Regions from separate parts of the Rattus norvegicus genome. Here region 2 is linked to region 1. The links are chromatin contacts, called in public Hi-C maps. All regions are on one chromosome and are shown on one strand. Each heading gives the region's core, a stretch centred on a gene start, on an enhancer-like site or on the middle of the called end of the contact. The rest is flanking DNA. Distances are from core to core; before and after follow the strand shown. Region 1 holds the start of Arid1b (AT-rich interaction domain 1B). Region 2 overlaps Arid1b (AT-rich interaction domain 1B).

Evidence for each region. A called contact is a pair of places that touch in the nucleus more often than the background predicts.
Region 2: a Hi-C map of liver shows a contact between it and region 1, with 2.4 times the contacts expected there. The contact joins the enhancer-like site here to the promoter of Arid1b in region 1. A contact is called at or near these places in 4 of 12 Hi-C or Micro-C datasets (the A7r5 cell line, frontal cortex, liver and 1 more).

What each region holds. Positions count from the first base shown.
Region 1 is chr1:47,971,218-47,975,903 of GRCr8, forward strand. Arid1b (AT-rich interaction domain 1B) reads left to right here and starts at 2,780. Exons shown (of 20, transcript NM_001419802.1): 1 at 2,780-4,568. The coding sequence starts at 2,799.
Region 2 is chr1:48,064,286-48,068,971 of GRCr8, forward strand. All of the region lies in intron 2 of Arid1b (AT-rich interaction domain 1B), which reads left to right. Among named protein-coding and RNA genes, the nearest start is that of Arid1b, 93 kb to the left of the region's middle. Within about 2 kb of position 2,611, at least 6 of the 93 cell types and tissues checked have an H3K27ac peak or open chromatin away from gene starts, as enhancers often do. A contact at or near this core is called in liver, where this site is marked.

The sequences.
Region 1 (4,686 bases), core at 1,530-4,029:
CTGCCACTCAGGATGGTCCAGGCAAGGGAAATAAGCTAGGCTGAAACTGTGCTGGGCCGAATCCTGAGCTCGTTCCATTATTGGATAAGAGACCCCCTACAACTGCTGTGTTCTTTATCAAGCACTGGGGGTTTACTGGAAACTTTAAGACACTTCCGTTATGTTTTCCCAAGGAGGTGCGCTGGGAAAGTTGAATATACAGGAGTCCATACTTTATCTTCAGCAAAGACCTGCTTTAAAAGACAGTGTTCTCTGTGCAAAGACAAAACCGAGTCCTGCAGGCTTTGTGCTCCTCCTGTACTCCTGCAGGCTGCTGTGCCTTCTGTCTGCTTTTAGGGTGTGGCATCTGCCACTGGGGAGGAAAAAGTGGCATGTGTGGCCCTTTATAGCAGGTTGATTTCCTTGTGCTGGGTGCTCTGTTTTACTGCCTCTCTGCTTCACTCTCTCAGTTGACTTAGAGTTAAATGAGATTTCACTCACATAGTTCTCTCTCTCTCTCTCTCTCTCTCTCTCTCTCCCTTTCTACTTTCATGGTTTTGGCATGAAAAAGAAAATATTTCTAAGAAATAGGCCAGAACTGAACTTGGTGACTCATTTTCTCTTTTAGGCACGGTTGTGAAAATAAGTCACAACATATGGCTTGTCTGAATTGACTTTGATATATTCTACTTGTTTGAAAAAAATGCACTTTTATGATTATATGTTTATATTTAGTTTGGCTGAAAATGTCTAAAAGCATAAATATGTAATTGATTTTAGATTATGTCGATAGACATATACACAAAACAGGCATATATTTCTATTTGTGTACGAAAAAACTTTGAAAATCCAAAGTGTGGTGTAACCCTATAATTAGTACACATTCAAATATAGAAGAGAAGATCTAGGGGGAAAATGTCAAAAAGGCACGGTAAGAAGAAGTAGTGTTCTCCTGGCAAAAAAAATGAAGAATGACTTGGCATAGACTTGCCTTATGGCTGTAACTCTGACACATATGGATGAAAACCCTGCTTTCCAGCTGTTTCTATAGGGTCATGGACAGTTTCTATACTTTACAGTGACCCTTGGGTATATACCCGATTCTCTCCCCCACCCCACCCCCATTTAGTCATTACTAACATCTAGAATTTTCTACTTAGCCATGTAAAATATTTACACTTGGCCCAGCAAACAACCACAGCAATTGACATAAACTAAAATAGTTTTTTATGAGCGACTAAAGAATGATTTTGGAAAAGTACAGTGCACCTGAATCTAGCATATTCCTTCAGCCTGGCCTCTGGAACCTTTGGTTTCAAATGCTTTCTCTCAACACAAATCGGGCCACCCTAGCACAACGGAGCCGTTGCTTAGGTTAAGAAGTTTGGCAGTCAAGAGGTTGGTTACTCCATGATAATATCGTGTAAAACACTATCCTGCTAAAACTATGGGCACCTTTTTTAAAATGGGCAACTACTGCATATTTCTGCTTTGGGATTAGGCTGTTTGCATTATTATTGATTTTATGTTTATTAAATACATCTATTTGGTTTTGTTTCCCATTACTTAGAAATGAACTCATATCAAGAGGGTTAATTGCACACATTAACCTCTGAAATATGATGAAAGGCGTCGTGTAGATTTATGAAGACCCAAGATAAACCTTAGCCGTCGCTGTTTTTGCACTAATAGTTAAACGTCTCCTGAATGCTGTCTGGAGCTAACACTGGAGAGGACACCCAAACGCATTATAAGAAAAATACTCCGTGGGGAATGCTAGGAGTTTTCATACCTACTTACGGTGCCTTTAAAAAGAGTTATATAAACATCACCTTGGGGATTAGGGTGGTGAATCATAAGCAATTATTGAGCGCCTGCTGTGTACATGGCACAGCAGTCTTTGCGGCTTAACCTTCACTTAAGTCTTTCCTAATTTCTCAGTTGGATGAAGTTGTGGGAATTACGCCGATGGCCTGAAATCCAGGCGCAGAGGCCAAGGTTGTGAAAAATTACATAACTCCTGAGAGAGACTGAGTGCTTTTGCCCGGCCTGCCTAAATGTTTCCCTTCTCCATCGGCTCCTCACCACCTCTGAGGCCCAATAGACAACTTTGCTTCCCAGCCCCTTCTCTCTCTTTTGTCTGCTCGTCAGACTCGTTTTCCACCTTCGTAGCGCTCCCTTTAGACGTGAAAACAAACACAGGGCCGCGGGTTGGCAGGGAGACCGGAGGCACGAGGGGACTGAACAGCTTCAGGCCCCGAGCGCCGGCAGCCGGTCCCCCCCTTCCGCTCCCCCAGGCCGGGTCCCCCGCGCCAGGCCGGGCGAGGCAGTGCGGAGCGAGCGGGGCGAGCTGGCGGGCGAGCGTGCGCTCGGCGGCGGCGCCGGGGGCCGAGTCCAGTCCGCGTTTTGCAAGTGCGCAGCAGCCCTCGGAGAGAAGCGGATAATAGTTGCTCCGGCTCGCTCGGCTCCCTCACGCCGCGCTGGGCCCGATTAGGCTCAGGCAAGTCGTGCATTTCCCCCCCATATCCGGGCTAGAGAGGGGAAAAAAAGAGCGAGCGAGAGAGAGAGAGTGTGTGAGAGAGGGAGAGAGAAAAGTTTCATTGCAAGCGGAACTAAAAAACTTTCCGCCGGTCCAGGCGGTAGCGGGCGCGAGCCCCCGAGCGCAAAGGCGCGCCCCCGGCGGGCGGCCCGGGGCTGCGGGGGGGGAGGGCGCCGCGCTTCCCCGCGGGCCGCGTGGATGCGCGCAGGAGGGGCGGCCGGCTGCGAGTGGGGACATTGTCTCCCCCCACCCCACCCGGCCGCGCCACGCCGCGGCGATCATGGCCGCGCGGTCAGCAGCGGCGGCGCGGGCACGGGCGGGCAGCTGCGAGAGGCGGGCGCCCTCGGGGCCGCGGCCGGCGCCCGGGGCCCGGGACCTGGAGACGGGCGCGCGCGGCGCGGTGGCGGCGGCGGCTCCGGGCCCCATACTGGGGGGCGGCGACGGCGGCCTGAATAATGTGCACCACCACCCCCTGCACCCCCGTCACGACCTGAACATGGCCCATAGCGCGAGCGCCGCGGCGGCCGCCAGCTCCAACAGCGCGCAGAGCGGCGGCTCCGAGGCGGCTCTCAAGGAGGGTGGAAGCGCCGCCGCGCTGTCCTCCTCCGCCGCCGTCGCGGCCTCTTCCTCCTCGGCGGGCCCCGGCTCGGCCATGGAGACCGGGCTGCTCCCCAACCACAAACTGAAAGCCGTTGGCGAGGCCCCCGCTGCACCGCCCCATCAGCAGCACCACCACCACCATGCCCACCACCACCATCACCACCATGCCCACCACCTCCACCACCACCACCACGCACTACAGCAGCAGCTAAACCAGTTCCAGCAGCCGCCGCAGCCACAGCAGCAGCCGCCGCCGCCGCCGCCGCAGCAGCAGCAGCATCCCACTGCCAACAACAGCCTGGGCGGTGCGGGCGGCGGCGCGCCTCAGCCCGGCCCGGACATGGAGCAGCCGCAACATGGAGGCGCCAAGGACAGTGCCGCGGGCAGTCAGGCTGACCCGCAGGGCCAGCCTCTGCTGAGCAAGCCGGGCGACGAGGACGACGCGCCGCCCAAGATGGGGGAGCCGGCGGGCAGCCGCTATGAGCACCCAGGCCTGGGCGCGCAGCAACAGCCCGCGCCGGTCGCCGTGCCCGGGGGCGGCGGCGGCGGCCCGGCGGCCGTCTCGGAGTTTAATAATTACTATGGCAGCGCTGCCTCTGCTAGCGGCGGCCCCGGCGGCCGCGCTGGGCCTTGCTTTGATCAACATGGCGGACAACAAAGCCCCGGGATGGGGATGATGCACTCCGCCTCTGCCGCCGCCGGGGCCCCCAGCAGCATGGACCCCCTGCAGAACTCCCACGAAGGGTACCCCAACAGCCAGTACAACCATTATCCGGGCTACAGCCGGCCCGGCGCGGGCGGCGGCGGCGGCGGAGGAGGAGGAGGAGGAGGCAGCGGAGGAGGTGGAGGAGGAGGAGGAGCAGGAGGAGCAGGAGGAGCAGCGGCAGCGGCAGCGGCAGCAGGAGCCGGAGCTGTGGCGGCGGCGGCCGCGGCGGCGGCAGCAGCAGCAGCAGGAGGAGGCGGTGGCGGCGGCTATGGGGGCTCGTCCTCGGGGTACGGGGTGCTGAGCTCCCCGCGGCAGCAGGGCGGCGGCATGATGATGGGCCCCGGGGGCGGCGGGGCCGCGAGCCTCAGCAAGGCGGCCGCCGGTGCGGCGGCGGCGGCGGGGGGCTTCCAGCGCTTCGCCGGCCAGAACCAGCACCCGTCGGGGGCCACGCCGACCCTCAACCAGCTGCTCACCTCGCCCAGCCCCATGATGCGGAGCTACGGCGGTAGCTACCCCGACTACAGCAGCTCCAGCGCGCCGCCGCCGCCGTCGCAGCCCCAGTCCCAGGCGGCGGCGGCGGCGGGGGCGGCGGCGGGTGGCCAGCAGGCGGCCGCGGGCATGGGCTTGGGCAAGGACCTAGGCGCCCAGTACGCCGCTGCCAGCCCGGCCTGGGCGGCCGCGCAACAAAGGAATCACCCGGCGATGAGCCCCGGCACCCCTGGACCGACCATGGGCAGATCCCAGGTAACCCCCGCGCCCGGCCGGGCCTGCTTCCGCCCGGGCCTCGCGCCGCGAGCCCGACTTTCTTTCTTCGCCGGGTACTTTTCCCGGCGGTTGGCGGGGGTGGCGGGGGCGCGGCGCC
Region 2 (4,686 bases), core at 1,361-3,860, 93 kb after region 1:
GTATCAGGACACTGAAGGTGCTCCCCTGTCGCATGTTTTGGAGTAGATGACGGCACCGTGGAGAGCCTGCAGGAGTCAGTTTGTGTTTATATTTATAAGATGATGCTGAACTTGTGGCCATGAGCTTGCACTTGCCTCAGAGCCTCTGGGCTGCTGTTCTTGAGCTGTTGATCTTAGAGTTTGGTTTCAGTGGCTGTGCCCCAGACCATGGCCCACTCAACCCAAAAGTCTTTCTGGTTTCTGATTGCCAGCTGAGTCCCTCTGCCTGGATATGGCTCTGTCACCTCAGCTCTGAGTGTCCCCATAGTGTGCTTTTCTCATTCCATCACCGGCCCTACCCTTTCCAGTCATCCCTTGGGAAGCTGTGCTTGGCGTTCTCCACTACCCATATCCACGAGGGTGTGACAGACACTTTGTTTCCTGTAGTTTTGACTTCTGCTGTAGTGGAGACCATGGCCACCCTGGCAGGACAGCCATTCCGGCTGCTCAGATGATGGCCTTGTCAGTTGTCCTGAACTAGCCCGTGAGTGTGCACGCGTGAACTTCAGGAGGCTACACATACTTCAAACCCTAGGATTCCTGCTCGGTGTGGAATTTATCAGATGCATTTTTATAGCCATTGTGTTTTCAAAGTTGCCATGAATCCCAGGTGCTGAGAACTGGTGACTGTTCACCTTTCCCATGACAGTCACAAGACGCGGAAGACGATGTAAATGCCCCAGGTGGCTCTTCAGTGATCGACAACCTGTCAGTCAAGCCCACTTGCTAGCCCAATGGCCTGGCTTCTCTAATGGTCCAGCCTTTGGTTGTAGTTATCTCCTTCTGCCCTTTGCCTGAGGACTAAGACTGCAGCTGAAATTGACACCAGGTGTGTTGTTTCCCTTTCCCTTTTGGATGATCACGTGATTACATCATTTCTCTCTTCCCTTTCAATCTCCCAAACCCTTCCTTGTAGACCTGCTCAGTCCACGCAGTGTTACGTGTATGTTTTCAGGGCCGAAAACATGTGTACTCTGGTGTGTCTATTGCTGACAATGTCAGACAATCATTTGGTGAAACTTTATGATACCACTCCTGACAGACATTCCTAGGTTACATGGGCTCACAGCAAACTTGTTGATCCTCTGCCTCAGTCTTTTCACCCTCCTTTCTGCAGTGTTCCCTGAGCCATAGGTGTGGGAATGTTCTGTAGCTGATTGGTTGGGACAGGGCCCCACGACCTATTTTGATTGGTTGTGTTTCTTTGTAATATCTTTGTGCGAAGAGACGTTTCCTTGATGAGGTGGGTATGAGAACCACCGCCGTCTGTGGGCTGCGGGACATAGAAGAGTTAGGGCCTACGCTAGTGTAGTAAGGTGGTAGTCGCAGAGAGTCCCCCAAGGTGCATGACGCCACTACCTCGGTTACTTGACTAGGTTTCCAGTACCAAGCATGAGGTCACTGTGGGTTTTTACTGTGGCTGGATCATCGCTTCTCTGCTTCCTCCCCCTGTGTTTGCCCAGCTTCATTCCAACTCTTACCTCCCAACAGTAAAATTACCTGTTGGTATGTAATGTGTTCATCCTGAATGTCTGCTCTTTCTCAACGTCTGCCACAAGAGGCCCTGATGAAGGCTAGTTTAAAGGAAGGGGTGCCCTAGAGTCCCCTGACTTGGAAAGCTGCATGTGTGTGTGCATCCATGCGCTCTCTGGGCCTCTTTGACTTCGGATAGTTGTCCAGTTCCTGTGAACTGCTTCTCTCACCCTCGTGTTCCCTCTGCCGCAGGTCTAGCCTCCACATTTGCTGTGCTGCTGGCAGCTGGCTGTCCCTGGATCTTAGGGACTTGCTGTTGTGTGTTTTGAAGTTCTCCAGCACTCTGCTTATCTGTCTCCTATTTTGGGAGCCACTTTTATTACCCACGGTTCCTAGTTTCACACAGCAAGAACTGTCTAGCACAAGAAGCAAGGCGAGTATTGCTGGATTCCTTGGTAGCAGAATTGCCAGGAAGGCTGAAGGACTAGAACAGCAAGTAGGGCAGAGCAAGGGGATGGTGGAACCTGTTCAGAGCTGCACAGCTGCGTCCACTGCGCCCTAACCTTTCCTTGTCTCTTCTCGTTTCTGAGTGTAAGGGTACATCTGACAGTGGGTATTGTCATGTACACGCCCAGGAATATTCCGAGTGCTTGTGTTTCTTTGTGTCACAGGTAAGTCAGAGTGTGTGTGCCCTCTTATCTGGGTCTCCTGGCAGTAGTGTGTGGAATCATTGTCTTGGTGTCCCTTCTCTAAAGAGCAGAGAAGGGTAGAGAGTTAGCCAAATACCAAAGCAGGTTCATGGCTTGTACTACCAAAAGCATGAGCAGGCAGGTAGGCAGGTGTGCTTGAGGTCATTCTCTGGTGAGCTAAATCCTAGTGTCATGTGGTTATTTGCATAGTTGACCACTTAGAGTCTGTTATCTTGGCAGCTGTTACTCAGTGAGGTGGATAACACGTCATTCTATCCTGGGGAGGTATGGAGGCTGCTGATCAAGGAGGTGACATATTCTAACAAAGGCAGGTAGGGCTGGGGCTCACTTCAGCCCCTGATGTCAGCTGAGCCCTAGGAGGCTTTCGTAGCTGTGCTGGCCTTTGCCCTTTACCTGTCACTGTGTCCATAGTGCTGGCCTGTGCCCTGTGCCTGTCACTGTGTCCACACTGCTGGCCTGTGTACCTGTGCCCTCCACCATGTCCCACTGGGTGGGGTGTGGAATACCAAAGTTGGGAAGGTGCCACAACAAACCCACTACGTAGAATTGCTTCTGAAAGGACTTTGATGCACAGTGTGAGTGAGAGAAGGTTAATTTGATATTTTGTATTCTTGTTCTGACTACTTGTGTTGTTTAATGTTGTAACATGTCTCTGGTTGACGGCAGCCATATGTCATTCAAATGGAACCTGTACTTTGGCATTGGCCTGACACTCACTCAGCCGTGGAACACCGCAATGAAAATTATAGAAACTGTATTTGTTCATTAGACCAGTGGAATTGATAAGCACTTTTGCGTCTCTGCCCCGCAACTCTTGGTTTTGGCAAATGAAAGTACAGTAGATTAAGCCCTTGCACGTCCCCACTGTGCATTGTATATTTGTTTCACACTTGCAGATTACTGTAAAAGCCAGAAAGATGAGCACTTTAAACGATTATAGCAATGGAAAATGTGTTTTGGGAATGAACTGTCTCAAAACAAGTATTATAAGAGATGTTCTAGTGGATTCTTTTTCATATCACATTAAACACTCTGCAGACTTAACCATTTTATTTTTGAGAGCATTGCATGGTTTTCTGTTTCGGGAGAAGAGGGTTCATGCCCTATTGTTTTTGTAAGTATGACGCCAGCTCTCACTGCGAGTTGAGCTATATCTCTATGCTCCCTGCATGTGAATATATTGCAGAGGGTTTGTGTGTGCATGTTCCGTGTGTGTGCATGTTCTGTGTGTGTGCACACCTGTGTGTGCATATGCACACGTTCTGTGTTCCTGTGCTCCACACTTGCTCCTTCACAGGAAAACGAAGTCAGTTCTTTCATGTCTGAGAGAGAAGCAAAACAAAAATTCAACAGCCCAAATCTCAAGCCCTCTCTGCAGCAGCAGATGGCAAACTGTAATCAGAGGAGGCTCTGCCAGCCTCAGTTTCAGAAGTCTGCTCCTGTGGGGACTGCTGTCCTCTGGGAGCCCCGAGGCCCCCAAGGGTGTGTGTGAGCTGTCAGATGGGGTCAGGTGGGAAGAGAGCAGGCTGACGCCACCCAGAGGAAAAAGAGAGGAAGAAAGGAGGAAAGTGAGAGTGAAGAAAGACATGCTTTCTAAGTGTGTGTGTGTGTGTGTGTGTGTGTGTGGGTGGGTGTGTGTGGGTGGGTGTGTGTGGGTGGGTGTGGGTGTGGGTGTGGGAGAGAGAATGGAAGGAGGCATTGTGAGAAGAAAGTGTAAGAAAGAAGGTAGAAAATGAGATGTAGGAATGGAAAGAGAAAGAAAACTCTGGAGTGTTGTGTGAGAGTGTCCCCCTCAGCTTCCTACAAGGTCGGTGCGGGGTCCTGTACTGCTTCAGTGCTGAGCTCAGAACCTGGCTTTGCCCGTGCCTGTCAAGCTTTGCCGCTGAGTCCCAGAGCTGCATCCCAGCCTAATGCTGCAGCAGTTCAGGGCTAAACATCATGATCTGTGTGCAGTAAGAAATGTGGGCAATTATTTAACACTTGCTATAAGTTTTGCATAAGGAGATATCGGTGGCCTTTTGTTTCAGAAGTTTTATACTTTTAGTAATCATATGCTAATGTAGAGTAAAGGAAATGATTAAACTGAAGACCATTTTCTTGTATTTTTAATGCAGGGTAGGTAACAGGAGGATTAGGAGAGGGTTCTGAAGGAAGCGCAGGGCTGGCTTGATGCAGATTGGAAGAGGATTTCTCTCGGATTCCCCAGCAGCTTGTCAGGTGGTTTGTACACATGCATCCGTGCAGACAGACAATAATGGGCTACTCTTGGGGGCTCCATCTGGAAGAGCAAAACAAGCCATAGCCCTTTCTTTCTACTGATATTAAGCAGTATGCCACATACCCCTCCCCTCAGGCTTTGACTATGACATGCAGGCTGGCCTAGAACTGTGCAGTCCTCCTGCTTCCAACATCCTGAGTACTAGTGTGTATAGATTTTTTTCAATTGAAAATTTTTTTTTTATTT